Linked DNA regions of Zea mays: all the other regions are linked to region 1. The links are chromatin contacts, called in public Hi-C maps. All regions are on one chromosome and are shown on one strand. Each heading gives the region's core, a stretch centred on a gene start, on an enhancer-like site or on the middle of the called end of the contact. The rest is flanking DNA. Distances are from core to core; before and after follow the strand shown.

Region 1 (4,423 bases), core at 886-3,385:
TGTGATGCACCACCACAACCAGCTTCAAAAATCATGAGGCATTTGGAAAATGCACTGATTATAACAGGGCAACTCTATCTTGTAAACGCCAATGTTTCTAATTGCAAGCAACGATGGTAGAAACATGGAACAATTGGATCTATACCATTAAAAGATCCAAACTTTAGATATATACCATGGACCCCACATGTCATTGACTCATGTGGACCCACATGTAAGTGAGATAGTAATGGTATGGATCCAAAGTGGTGATCTTTTAATGGTATGGATCCAAATTTCCCTAGAAACATTCATCTTCTAAATTATTAGGCCAAGACAACACATTAGAAAAAAAAAAGAGAGGTCAAGACAAGATCAATCATTACCCCAGTGCAGCATATGGACTAGTTTTGCCATCCTATGGAAAACAAACTTTTAAGACGATTGTTAGATATCCTCTGCAAAGCCTTCTTTGCACCAGGCACATCAGCATCAGCCAGCTTCTGTAGATGCTGACAAGAACCAGCATCAACAAGTCGTCGTCGTGTCCCGTTCCCGCCACCCATGGCAAGAACTAGAAAGATCGAGAGTGGATACTTCTTATCAGTCTCCTGAAACCGGGGATCAAGCATCCGCACAAATATTGTTAAACTCTTCTCATCCCTGACAAAACCCTTCCTATTAGACTTCAAGGTAAACAGAGCAAGCAGTGCACGACCAGCTGACTCCTGTATTGTTGCTGGCTTAGCCACCTCCATCAGCTTAATCAGTGTACCAATGCATGGTGCCATGCACCTCTTTGTGTCATCGCTCACAGTAGGTGCAAGATCAGCAATCATATCAGCAGCCATTTGTTGCAACAGGAAGCTACCAGAGCTGCATATGAGGTCTGTAAGTCGTGCAAAGAACAGTGGCGATGAACAAAGGATTCTGGTGGCAGCAGGGGCTGATGTAAGTGCGTGTATAGCACGCAGTACAGAATCATGGAGGTCCTGATCAGAGGCGATATGCAGTGCTTGTAGGAGTGGCGACAATGCACCTGCTTGCACAATCTGGTTCTGTGTCTTATGGTCTCCCATCGAAGCAAGTGCCCAGAGGCAGAGAGCAGCACTCTTCTGCGTCTCAGCAGTGCCACTGGCAAGCAGGTCAACAAGAACAGGCAAACCACTCTCCTCCACCAGAGTGGAGCGCACATCATCGACTGAAGAAACATTCTTAATTGCCGCCACGGCAAATGCCTGCAATGCGGGGGATCCAGACCCAGGACGGCAAGCATTAATCAAGATGGGCAATCCACCATAAGCCGATAGAGCCCACGCGCTGCCGGCATCACCAGTGATGGCCACAATGGCCGCAGCAGACCGCTCACGCGTGGCGGGCGGTGAGCCTGAGTCGAGCACGCGCAGAAGTGGGCCGAGTCCGCCTTCGTCGAAGACCACCCTCCGGGACGCAGCGCAGGCGGTCGCAAGGTGGGCCACGGCCGTGACCGCACGGTCCCGCAGCGCCGAGTGGGACGACGCGTCAAGCAAACGGAGCAGCGCCGCAACGTCCCCTTCGGTGGCGACGATCTGCGCGGCCTCCGCAGTAGGGTCGTCACCCAGCAGGTCGAGCAGCGACACTAGCGCCTTTAGCTTCAGGTCCAGCGACCCGATCTGGAGGCGGGCAAAGGCGTCACGGACGAAGAGGGACTTGTCTGCGTGCGGAGCCGCCGACGCAGGCACCTGCAGTACGATGTCAGTGGGAATGGACAGCTCGGAGTCGACGGAGAGCAGCCCCGAGCGAAGGAGCAGCGAGAGGTCGTGCAGGAGGAGCGAGAGCGAGGAGGCCACCATGTCAAGGTCGCTCTGTAGCCGCAGCCGCCCCCCGGGGAGCCCAGGGTCCTGGCACCGGACAGAGAGCGCGTGGAGGGAACGGAGGGCTGGGAGAAGCGCGGCCACCAGGTCGGCGAAGAGCGGGTGGGACGGGGCGGAGGCGGGCGCGGAGACGAGCGAGGACTGCAACGCGAGGAGGGAGGCCTGGAGCGCGCGCCACCGCGAGTGGAGCGCCCTGACCGACGCCGCGGCCAGCAGAACCGAAGGCAGGAGGTCCTGCAGGATCTGCGCAAGCGCGTCCGCGGCGGATGCCGGTGCCGCCGGCGTCATGGGCGATGGCGGCGGGAAGCAGGAGCGGACGAGTGGGGAAAGCAGAGGGAGAAAACACTACACATCACATGGAGCGCGGGGTGGGTCTGCAGCAACGGACGGACACGATTTACTTCCGCAGGAAGGAAAGCTGTAAAGCGGGGCGAGAGCTGGCATGCCGGACGATGGCTTTGTACGGCAGTGACATAACTGCTCAGCTTTATGGGGCCCGCAACGGGGCAGGCCTCCATGGCTTCTAGAACAACTATAGCATTGGCTATATGCAGATATTTTCTCTCTCTCTATATTCCACACTTTTATGTCACTTCAGTTAGATTTCACCCTCTATTTTTTTCATCTTTCACAGTGTTTCTCTCTATATTCTTTCATATACCTTACTCGACTATAAAATATTATTTTTCAACTCTATTCATCATTCATTACCATTTTTTTCCACTACTAAATTCTAACAAGCACGAAAATCGAGTTTAGAGGGCGCTACCGTGGACCTCTGGATCCGAGGTGAGAGGTGTAACACCCTAAATCTTATTTTGAGAATACAGTAAAATTCTCTAAAGATCTTGAATAAGAATATTTTTTAAGAATTCTCATAGCTTTTAAAGTCACATCTCCTAAAATAAATATTTTATAATGAAGATTCCATAAAAGGATTCTTATATAAATTATCCTTTGTTGAAGTTTATAAGTATTATATAAGGATAAATGTTACAACATCTTTTAATAGATATCATACAATAGAAACTATTTTTCTTAAAATAATGATGTGTGAGCTATATATCCAAAAGCATTTGCTTATGTAGGATAATAAATAAATAATATGGATACTGCATCACATGCTAAGTTTTTTTATTGTGCATCTAATTTGAGTTTGAAAATCCAAAATATATTTACAAGTGAATTTGGAAAATAGAGAAACAGAAACCTAAAAGGGGGAAAGAAAACCAAAACCTAGGTCGAATCACATGCTCCCAGCCCATACCTTCATTCTTTCTTTCACCTAGCCAGCCCAACCTCCTTTGTCCTCGCGCGGACCGACTCCTCTACTATCTCTCGTGGATTAGGCCAAATAGTCGTCCCATTCCCCTGTCGACTGCACAGCCTACACCGGTGGAGGGTGCCGACATGTGGGCCCAGGTGGGACAGCCATACCTCTCCTTCAACGCCTCTACGATTGGGTCACTGTCATGTGGGGCCCATTTGTCAGTTGTTTCTTCTAGGTCGGTCCGTTAGGATCATTTGAATCTCCCGTATCTCATCTCCCTCCCCGTGATACTCGCATCCGAGAAACAAACTCCATCCAAAATACATCCAACTACTGAGGGTGTTGCGTCATATCTGCCCGCCTTGCTAGCTCACCCCGCGGCTATAAATCTCGGGCCCTCGTCCCTCTCCTATCTTGTACCGGCGGCCGATGTCGAGCAGGGATTCCCTCGCCGCTAAACCAAGTGCCACCATGGTGGCCGCTGATGCAAAAGTGGATCTGGGATGGTGTTGAAAGGGAAAAGTGCCCTTGGGCAATTTCTATTATGTTTTGGTGATTAAGTGTCCAACACATTTAATTAAGTTCTTATGTGCTAAATGAAGAGAAAAGTGCAAGTCAAGACATGAGGTATGTTTCTAGACTTAGTACATTGTTTTAAGTACTAACATATTCTATCTAAGTGCTAGAAACAGGAAAAGAAAGAATTACAAAAGACTTGGCTGTGTGCAGCCAAAGTCCAGCTCGGCCTGGCACACCGGATTGTCCGGTGGTGCACCGGACAGTGTCCGGTCCAGGCTAGTTTCTGGTGAACAGGCCGCTCTCGGGAAAAGTTTGGTGGCGTACGGCTATAATTCACCGGACTGTCCGGTGAGCCAACGGTCGCCAAGCAATGGTCGGCTGCGCAATCCGCGGGCGACGTGTGGCCCGCGCCAACGTTCAGCAGGGGGCACCGGACAGTGTCTGGTGCGCCAACTGCCCCAGAGCTGCAACGGTCATCTGCGCTAGAAAAGGAAGGAGATCGGCACCAGACCGTCTACAGTGACTGTTCGGTGGCGCACTGGACTGTCCGGTGCGCCACTCGATAAAAGGCAAGGATGGCCTTCCTTGTTGGCCTCCAACGGCTCCTAGCTGCCTCGGGGCTATAAAAAAGACCCCTAGGTGCATGGAGGAGAGAACCAAGCTTACAAAAAACATTTTAAGACTCCAACTTCACGCATTTGATTCTTTGAGATAGTGACTTGAGCTCCATTTGAGTTGTGAACTCCGTGCGTTGTGTTTTGAGCTCAAGTTGTGACTTGTGTGCGTAGTTGTGCTGCGATTT
Region 2 (4,423 bases), core at 880-3,379, 240 kb after region 1:
GAGGGAACGAGAATGAAGACAAACTCGAATAAAAAATGCAACAGACAAAATTGAGCACATGATTCGAACTACTCCATGGATGGATTTGTCCACCCTTCTTTTGGATATAGAGTTGAAGATCACAAGACATAGATGTGAACAAAACACCTGTGGATCTCAGCTAAACTAGAGAATGGAAACTAGAGTTTCTAAACAAGTGCCAAATCAAAATAACCAAAGAGATGATTGTCTACTATGGCCCACCCTTCTATTTATAGAGGGTTATTTACATTGACTAAACTACCACGAGGTACATAGAGCCTATCCACTCTTCTGGAGGCAAAATGGACCAACTCCCGAGATATTGATCTGACGGTCATACGCTCCAAAAGAAGTTGCTTCGCCTCGACGCACTCTACACGATGATGACACATGCCGCCTTCGATTCCTGCTCGAACCGCACCGTCGAGTTTTGAGGCCCATATCGGTCAGAACCCGCCATCCGCAACGTTGGGTGGTTTTGAGGCTCAACCACCAAACCGCCTTGAGTACCGCACCGCATGCGCGTCCGCCACGTCCTATACACGTGTCCTGCCAGTCCATGACCATGCCGGCGACACGATCCACCCTAATGTCCTCACGACACTGCGTGTCTCAGGTGTCAGCCACCACGACTAGTCACCCCAGTCCCTTGGTCAAGTCCCAACGCTCATTCTTCGTCGCACCTGGTCCATCGGCACAAACCCGCATGACCTTCACCTTTGTCGCCGACCACCGTCCCTGTGCTCCGCACCTACACACCATAAGCCGACAGACATGGTTGTACAACACATAGCTCGTACTCTGGTTAGTCAAAGAGGCAAAAGAAGGGCTCAACACCACTAGCCAGACGTCAAAACCAAATCAGATCACTAAATCAGCACGAGTGCTGAAATCAAAGCTAGTTTATCCAGAAAGAGGCAAACGACTTAACACAGCTAGCGAAAGCTCCAAAAGGCTCAAATTTCTCCCCCTAGCTGATTTCCCTTGAAAAGAGCACAAGAATCTCAAAGTCTATTCCCCAAGAAAGGAGTTCCAAAAATTCAGAATCCCCAAAAATCCAGAAATTTCTCCCCCTTGTTAGGAGCCCAAGAAAGTCAAAGGCTCTCCCCTTTATTGACAAATGAACTCATCAAACACATCCAAGGGTAGAAACAAAAATTCCCCCTCGACAAGAGATCCCCTGAGAAAATGCAGAGATGCAAAAGAGAGAGTAGAAAATGTAGGAGCTTTAGAATTATACCAGTCAGAGTGTAAAGATGCTCTAAGTGATGTTGTGCTATGTGTGCAACAATAAATGCACGTGCTAGTAGACGCTCAAACTGATCCACCTTTCAAAGATTTTTTAAAGAGTGATCATAGACCAAAGAGCAGTTTCAATTTGGAACCCTTGATGTTTTGTTTCGGCAAGTGCCATAGTCCTTGGAGCTCAGTAGTTTTTTTTCTCTTGGAGCAGTGGGGGGTGAGGGTGTCCATTAATTTAGTAGAGAAGAGATTTGGACGACATGTTGGTTAGATAGAAGCAGAAGAACTTTATATAAAAGTGACGTGAGTGAAAACCATGACAACTTGTACTTTATAATAGTAGGGAGAGGGGTGGGTACTGGCCAACGGCTAGCGGGTGACGCGGAGTCTTGTAGGCGGTGGCGGATGAGCACGACTATTAATATAGTAGAGAAGAGATTTGGACGATAGAAGTAGAAGGATTTTTATGTATAATTATTGAAAAACTGTGATAACTGATGTTTTATAAAGATATAGACAGATATAGAGATTTACAACCAATATTAAAAGAGTATATATTTTAGGGATAAAAAATTAAAAATTACCGGTGTATTTTTTTAATTGAAGTCGAGGAGATTGATGCAGGAAATTGACCTTTTACACGGACCGCAAGGCTAAACTTCTGCATGGTTCGGTTGAAAGCGCCTACAAAGGCGTCCCTAGGCCTCCTAGCCCGTGCCGCGCAACGTCCGGCTCGGACACCGGAGGCTTTCTCACGCGTCCCGATCGCCTCCGTCCATTAAGGTCCGTGTTCGATCGGATGGCTTTCGATGACGAGGGTTTTGCCCCAGACGGTACAAATACGGAGCCTCCCACCCCGCGCCGCCACCGCGCTCTTTCTCTTTCCTCACGACGCCGCCGTTGGGAGCCCTGCTTCGGGAGAGCCCCAACCCTTATCAAACCCTAAATCAAAAACTACCCAAAAAAATCCGCAAAATCCAGAAAAAAATCCCAAAAATCACCACTTGATTGGAGATGGCGACGCAAGGGCAAGCGGCGGCTGGATCCGCGTCCGAGTCCGGCGGCTCTCCGGCTGCCTTAGCTGCAGCAGCCGCGGCGGCGGCCGCGTTCCCGGCGACTTCGCTCTACGTGGGTGATCTGCACGAGAGCGTGCAGGACGCGCAGCTCTTCGACGTTTTCAGCCAAGTCGGCGGCGTCGTCTCCGTGCGCGTCTGCAGGGACATCAACTCCCGCAAGTCGCTCGGGTACGCCTACGTCAACTACAACAACCAGGGCGACGGTGAGAACTCTGCAGTATTCTCGATCTGTCGGTTAGGGTTTCGGTGCTGCGGACGCTGTCGACCCCTTGCGAGAAGCCGTCGGATTTGGCGGTTGTTAGTGTTTAAATGCCGGTTCATCGATCGGCTGTCTCGGTGATGTTGTCACACAACAAGGGTTCGATGGCGTTTTGATGCGATTAGGATTGTAGCTTCGTTTGATGTGTTGGTTGCGATTGCTAAAAGTTGTCTCGTGAATTTTAGTGGCTTCATACGGTTAGCTTTAAACTTATATTAAAATAATTAGCTTGAGTGCCACACAACCGAAAATTACCTTGCTGGATAGATCCTGTGCCCTGTGGAATAACTTGAATAGGTGCCTATTCTTCAGAGTAGCTGAGTTTTGTCATGTGCAATTGTTTCCTGTGCTGTACATGTGAAGTTATTGGGATTCGTTTCATTCTGTTGAATTCATGTGGTTTAATGTGCTGTTTGATCAGTGGAGATGTTGGAAGTGATTGTTAGCTAAATTTTCTCATTGGTTAAGTTGGGTTGTGCTGGTTGATGGATATTGGTGACTTCAGAAAAAAATCATATATTAATCTATAAGAAACAATTTTTTCCAATTGTTTATGCGTGATATTTGTTGTTGTTGCTTCATTCGATAATATGTAATATATAAATCTATTAATTATATATGTATGCATGTACCTATAATTCTATATATACACATAGATTTGTTGCAACCTCAGATTATGTTATGAATGCCAAAAAACATCTATTTAATTACCCCTGATATATTTTTAAACTTTTATTATTGTCCTCGTTCCAAGCTATTTTGTTATGCCGAAGAGGTCTTTAAAATTCATGCGGTAAAAGATTATAGTTTCCTTTTTGGCCGCAATTGTGTTTCTGCATATGATATTTCAGTTTGGAGCCCCTCACACTCTTTATTCTTTATAGTCTTATATTGATCTGAGATTTATTGCAGCTGCACGAGCACTTGAACTGCTTAACTTCACTCCTATCAATGGAAAGCCTATCAGGATCATGTATTCTAACCGTGACCCTAGCTCGCGCAAAAGCGGCACAGGAAATATATTTATTAAGGTGTGTTCCTTGATTTCATCCTCTTTGCTTAACTTCTTGCGAGGTCATCTGTAGATTGCGTCAACTTCCTTGGGACTAGAAGGTTGCATAAGCTGACTTCTGAATTTTTATACGCCACATTGACTTTCCAGTTATGGTACCTGATCCCCTTTGTTCTAATTTTGCAGAATCTTGATAAGTCAATAGACAACAAAGCTTTATATGACACATTCTGTGCATTTGGGAATATACTTTCATGTAAAATTGCAACAGACCCTTCAGGAGAATCAAGGGGCTATGGTTTTGTTCAGTTTGAGAAGGATGAATCTGCACAGTCTGCTATTGATAAACTCAATGGGATGCTTATCAATGACAAGAAAGTGTTTGTTGGACCTTTTGTTCGCAAGCAGGACAGGGAAAATGTCTCGAGTAATATCAAATTTAGTAATGTATATGTGAAGAATCTGTCAGATACTGTTACTGATGATGAGTTGAAGGAGATGTTTGGAAAATATGGAACCATAACTAGTGCTGTTGTTATGCGGGATAGCGATGGAAAATCCAGGTGTTTTGGATTTGTCAATTTTGAAAATGCAGATGCTGCTGCTCAGGCTGTTCAAGAGTTGAATGGCAAGATATTCAATGATAAGGAACTGTATGTTGGAAGAGCACAGAAGAAGTCTGAAAGAGAGATGGAGTTGAAGGAGAAATTTGAAAAGAATGTTCAAGAGGTAGCTGAGAAGTTCCAAAACACAAACTTGTATTTGAAGAACTTAGAGGAGAACATTGATGATGAGAAATTGCGTGAACTCTTT
Region 3 (4,423 bases), core at 862-3,361, 140 kb before region 1:
TATGCAACCTACCTTGACAGCAACGATGGCATGTTCAAGAAGAGGAAGTAAATTTGGATGGCTGAATTGAGAGGACACTCGGATCTCTTGCTGAACAAGCTCTAAGTGCTGATCACTCTGAACAAGAACTTTCTTGAGAGCATATGTCCCGTCAGCTGTCATATGACAAAATAACAAGAAGAGTAGGATTTAAAATATGATCTCGAAACACAGCAGAACCAAGAACACAATAAGATCCATAATGACAAAAGAATCAATATCTTATATGAACTGTGTCATCACTAAATTAGTATTCGGCTATTCACAGTTTGATATTAACAGGGCAGACCAGTACCGATGTATTCACATGAGTGGGATCTATGAAAGAAATAAACCAAGGCGAGCCTTCCTCTTGCATAAATGTGGATAGACTGCTTCGAAAACACAACCTGGTGACTCAGTGAGACAGCTCTCACCGGTGCACCAGTCCTAGTATTAATAAAATCGCATCACAACGGAACTTCTGTGGAAATTGTCTTGTATCCAGCAATACGCAAACTCTAGCAACCACATCCATAAATTGCATTTTTGTGGGCATGAAATACAACACACAGTCCAATTTTCATACAAGAGGCTAAACTATATGTTACTATTACTTTTTATCTTATATTGTAGGCAACATGGTGATTGCCTTAAGAGACTGCAGAATTTAGGGCATGTTTGGTTCACAGGCTAACTTGTCATACTTTGCCTAACTTTTCTATCTAAGGTTAGTTATTTAATTCGAACGACTAACTTTAAGCAAAGTGTGGCACATTTAGCCACGAACTAAACATGCCCTTAGTGTTGACACCAACGTGGGGCTTAGAGTGATGTCCGCTCAATATTGATATATTGTAGTTATGGTATATATATAATAAAGTTTGCAACATAGGACACTAGAATTCGACCAATAGGGACTAACGAAAAAAACTCATCCTGCAGAGTAAGACAGCCCCCGGGCATTATATTAAGAAGATTTTCTCATGTGGGTCAAGAAACCTCCGAACCCTGTCCCACCCATACAGTGTCACCGTAGCCCATGCGAGAAACGACAGCGACAACCCATGTGAGAAAGGACCGCAACCGACGCCAGGTCTTAGACCTGTGCTTTGGCGTAGGACGGATGGGCCACAACCTGAAATTCGCTCTCACGATGAGTCGAACCGAGAAGAAGTGCTATTAAGACCACCTATCTCATCAAAAAATGCAAAACTAAATATGTCAAACAAATTTTGCAGAGAATAAAGATACAGAAATCTCTCAGAATCAAGTCTGACATTTATTTGTGACTCTAAAATATGGTAAGAACGAAATTCAAAAGTGCATTTACAGAAACTAATATTGTTTACATCAAGCAGCTAAGGAAACGAAGCATGCAATTTGAAGAGAAAAAAGGATCATGATCTTAATTCTCACACGGAACAAGAACGGCACACCGAACAAGGAGGCCTAAAATGATCTTCACCATGAATTGTGAAATAATCCATCCAACCGTGAACAAATGTCATTCCACTGTCCAGCAGGCCGGATAGACCCCAGATCCAAACCCATTCGCACGTCGCCGCAAGGAACAACAGTCGGATCTCGATACCTTTATTTATGTATGAGAGAGACACCTGAGATGTGTGATGGGTCGATGCCTTTCTTCCCGGCGATCCCTGAGGCGCCGGGCTCTGACCCAGCCGTGCCGTCGGAGGCGGTTGCGGCGGCGACGACCTCCTTGACGAGGAAGACCGACGAGCCCGCAGGGCCGGCATCGCCGAGCCTGCGGAGCACGCGGAAGTGGTAGTCGTTAACCCAGACGTCACCACCCCGACCGCCGACGGTGTCGTACAGTGCGTTCAGCCCTGAGAAGGAGCACCCCATCGCCGGCGACGCAGAGTCTAGCTCGTCCAATTGTCCGTGTGGACGAAGAGCAGGCTACAGATGCATTCGCAGCCGGCGAGCGTGGGTTCCGGCAACGACGGATCTGCTGGTCAGCCACGCTGTGAAAGCAGATCTCGCTCGCAGCTTAAAACGTAGACGGGACGGGACACGGGACGGGACACATGGAGCACCGGCTTAAAACGTACTCCTCTCTCGAAATAAGTCACTAACCTTCGATGGTTAAAAGGATTTTTAAGAGGCGATGAGCTCTATTTTTTTTCCTAAAATATACTGCAATTTAATTTTTTAGACATCTTATTTGACTATTTAGTACAAGTAAAAAATTGATATAACGTTCTCTCCGTTCTTTCCGTTCTTTTTTATTTGTCGCGTTTTAGTTCAAACTAGTCTAATCCTCGTGCATTGTGACGGTACCCAACCATAGTTGATGATATTAATTGGGTGACTAAGCGACACTTAAGAGTTTTAATGGACACTCCACATAAAAATACCATAATAAATGAATTCAATGTCAAAGTAAACATATTGTTCATATACCAGATATTGAACTGGTAAGACATAGAAAAGCACAAGTACGTCAACAAGATCATTCCTGAAATAGTAAATACAATAAGGCTTTGTTTCAATCTCAAGAGATAAACTTTAGCTGCTTTTAGCTATTTGGTGATCTAAGGCCCTGTTTCAATCCCATTAGATAAACTTTAGCAGCTTTTTTTATCTACTTTTAGCCATTTAGTGACCTAAAGAGGAGAGCTAATGGTGTGTGATAAAATTTAGCACCTATTATCTTATAAGCTGCTCAAGGGGTGCTAAAAGTAGCTAAACGTGGGCCAGTGAACCCTATTTTCCACCCATACCCTCCAACCTTATTCCCTCTCTCCTCATTAGGGGCATAGGTGTCTTTTTATTCTAATGTGCTAAACTTTATTAGAGTAGTCTAAACACCCCAAGGAGCTAAACTTTAGCACTTCAATTTATATGGCTAAAGTTTAGCAGGAAGCTAAAATTTATCCAATGAGATTGAAACAGGGCCTAAACATGAGAGCGAATTGTAGTGGGATAAAATTTAGCACCTATTATCCCATAAGCTGCTAAAGGGCGCTAAAAGTAGCTAAACGTGGGCTAGGGAACCCCATTTTCCGACCATACCCTCTAACCTCATTCTCTTTCTCCGCATTAGAGGCATGGGTGTCATTTTATTCCAATATGCTAAACTTTATTAGAGTAGTCCAAACACCCTAAAGAGCTAAACTTTAGCACTTCAATTCATATGACAAAAGTTTAGCAGGAAGCTAAAGTTTATCACGTGAGATTGAAACAGAGCCTAAGTTTATCATCTAATGCTTAACATGCTTATTGAAATACGTACTTGCTCTTGCCTTTAGAATATCATAACAAACAATAAAAATATTTTCCGCTTTTACAGATCCTTGTACTCATCTCCAATTATATAGTTGGTTTCACTTAAAATTTAATGTGCAATGGCGGAAGAAGCGAGCGGAGGTTATTACAAAATGGGCGGGGTTTGTTGCTAGAGCGATAACTACGAGAACGTTGTTGTGCGAACAAATAGGATAGGGATGAGATATGATCTGAGACGCGGGTTGATTTTAAAGAAATATAAGGAGTTTTTATAAAAAGATGACGTGAAACGGCCGTTGAAACTGATGCTTTAATATAGTATAGAAAATAAAGTAACGAACGCCAAATATTAGAAAATGGAGGTAGTATTATCTATTTTGTTATAATTTATTTATTTATTATCATAAAAACTAAATAAGGTAAATAATCAAACATGATATAAGTTAAAAAACATTGTACAACTAATATAATGTTGAAACTTTATATATTGTCTAGTATGTCAATAGTTTTAAATAAAAAACTATATCCTATAAAACTATTGATTTGGTTGAGTGCTACAAACGTTTGTAAAAAATATTTTTTGATATTGTAAAAAATATAATGTCTTACACATGATTTAAAAAGACAACCAAATACAAAACATATGTGTACACATATACAACAATATCGTCGGGTACGTGGAACAGTGTACCCAAAGAAGGTTCAAAGGCTTCCAAAAGACGACCCACAAATCGGTCGGCCCACCTAACAAGCAGCTCGACGTGAAGGTCCAAAAGTCCTCTCAGGGACGGCCTGCCAAGCCGACCAGCCCGCCCACCGAACAAATACCCGCCAAGTAACCCAGCGAGACAAGGTTGCCGAGCAACCTGCCCACCGAGAAACCCAGCGAGGCGGACTGGCGACCAACCTACCCGCCGAGCAACACAGCGAGGCGGGGCTATCGAGCAACCGGCCCGCCGAGTAACCCAGCGAGGTGGGACTGCCGACTAACCTGCCCGCCAAGCAACTCAGCCAGACGATAGCAGGCTCTCAGGAAGAGCCAACCTAGTACCATCAAGCCACGTCGGCACGATAGGACATCACCAAGCCATGTCCAGACCATGGAAGCGGTACCGAAGGGTCTCTATAAAGCACGACGTCGGATGCGTATCCC

The links. Hi-C and Micro-C count contacts between places; a contact is called where the count stands out from the background.
Region 2: a contact with region 1 is called in a Hi-C map of ear, with 2.3 times the contacts expected there. The contact joins the promoter of LOC100502035 here to the promoter of LOC100279796 in region 1. A contact is called at or near these places in 8 of 25 Hi-C or Micro-C datasets (bundle sheath, ear, endosperm and 2 more) and 1 of 3 datasets of contacts at active chromatin or transcription factors (leaf).
Region 3: a Hi-C map of endosperm shows a contact between it and region 1, with 2.2 times the contacts expected there. The contact joins the promoter of LOC100283604 here to the promoter of LOC100279796 in region 1. A contact is called at or near these places in 3 of 25 Hi-C or Micro-C datasets (ear, endosperm and tassel).

Annotation. Positions count from the first base shown.
Region 1 is chr2:166,661,832-166,666,254 of Zm-B73-REFERENCE-NAM-5.0, forward strand. LOC100279796 (putative ARM repeat-containing protein containing family protein) reads right to left here and starts at 2,136. Exons shown (of 2, transcript NM_001152754.1): 1 at 366-2,136. The coding sequence starts at 2,120. The coding sequence ends at 384.
Region 2 is chr2:166,898,548-166,902,970 of Zm-B73-REFERENCE-NAM-5.0, forward strand. LOC100502035 reads left to right here and starts at 2,130. Exons shown (of 9, transcript NM_001350118.1): 1 at 2,130-2,542; 2 at 3,511-3,629; 3 at 3,797-4,423. The coding sequence starts at 2,278.
Region 3 is chr2:166,520,585-166,525,007 of Zm-B73-REFERENCE-NAM-5.0, forward strand. LOC100283604 (serine/threonine-protein kinase 16) reads right to left here and starts at 2,112. Exons shown (of 6, transcript NM_001156505.3): 1 at 1,638-2,112; 2 at 13-155. The coding sequence starts at 1,887.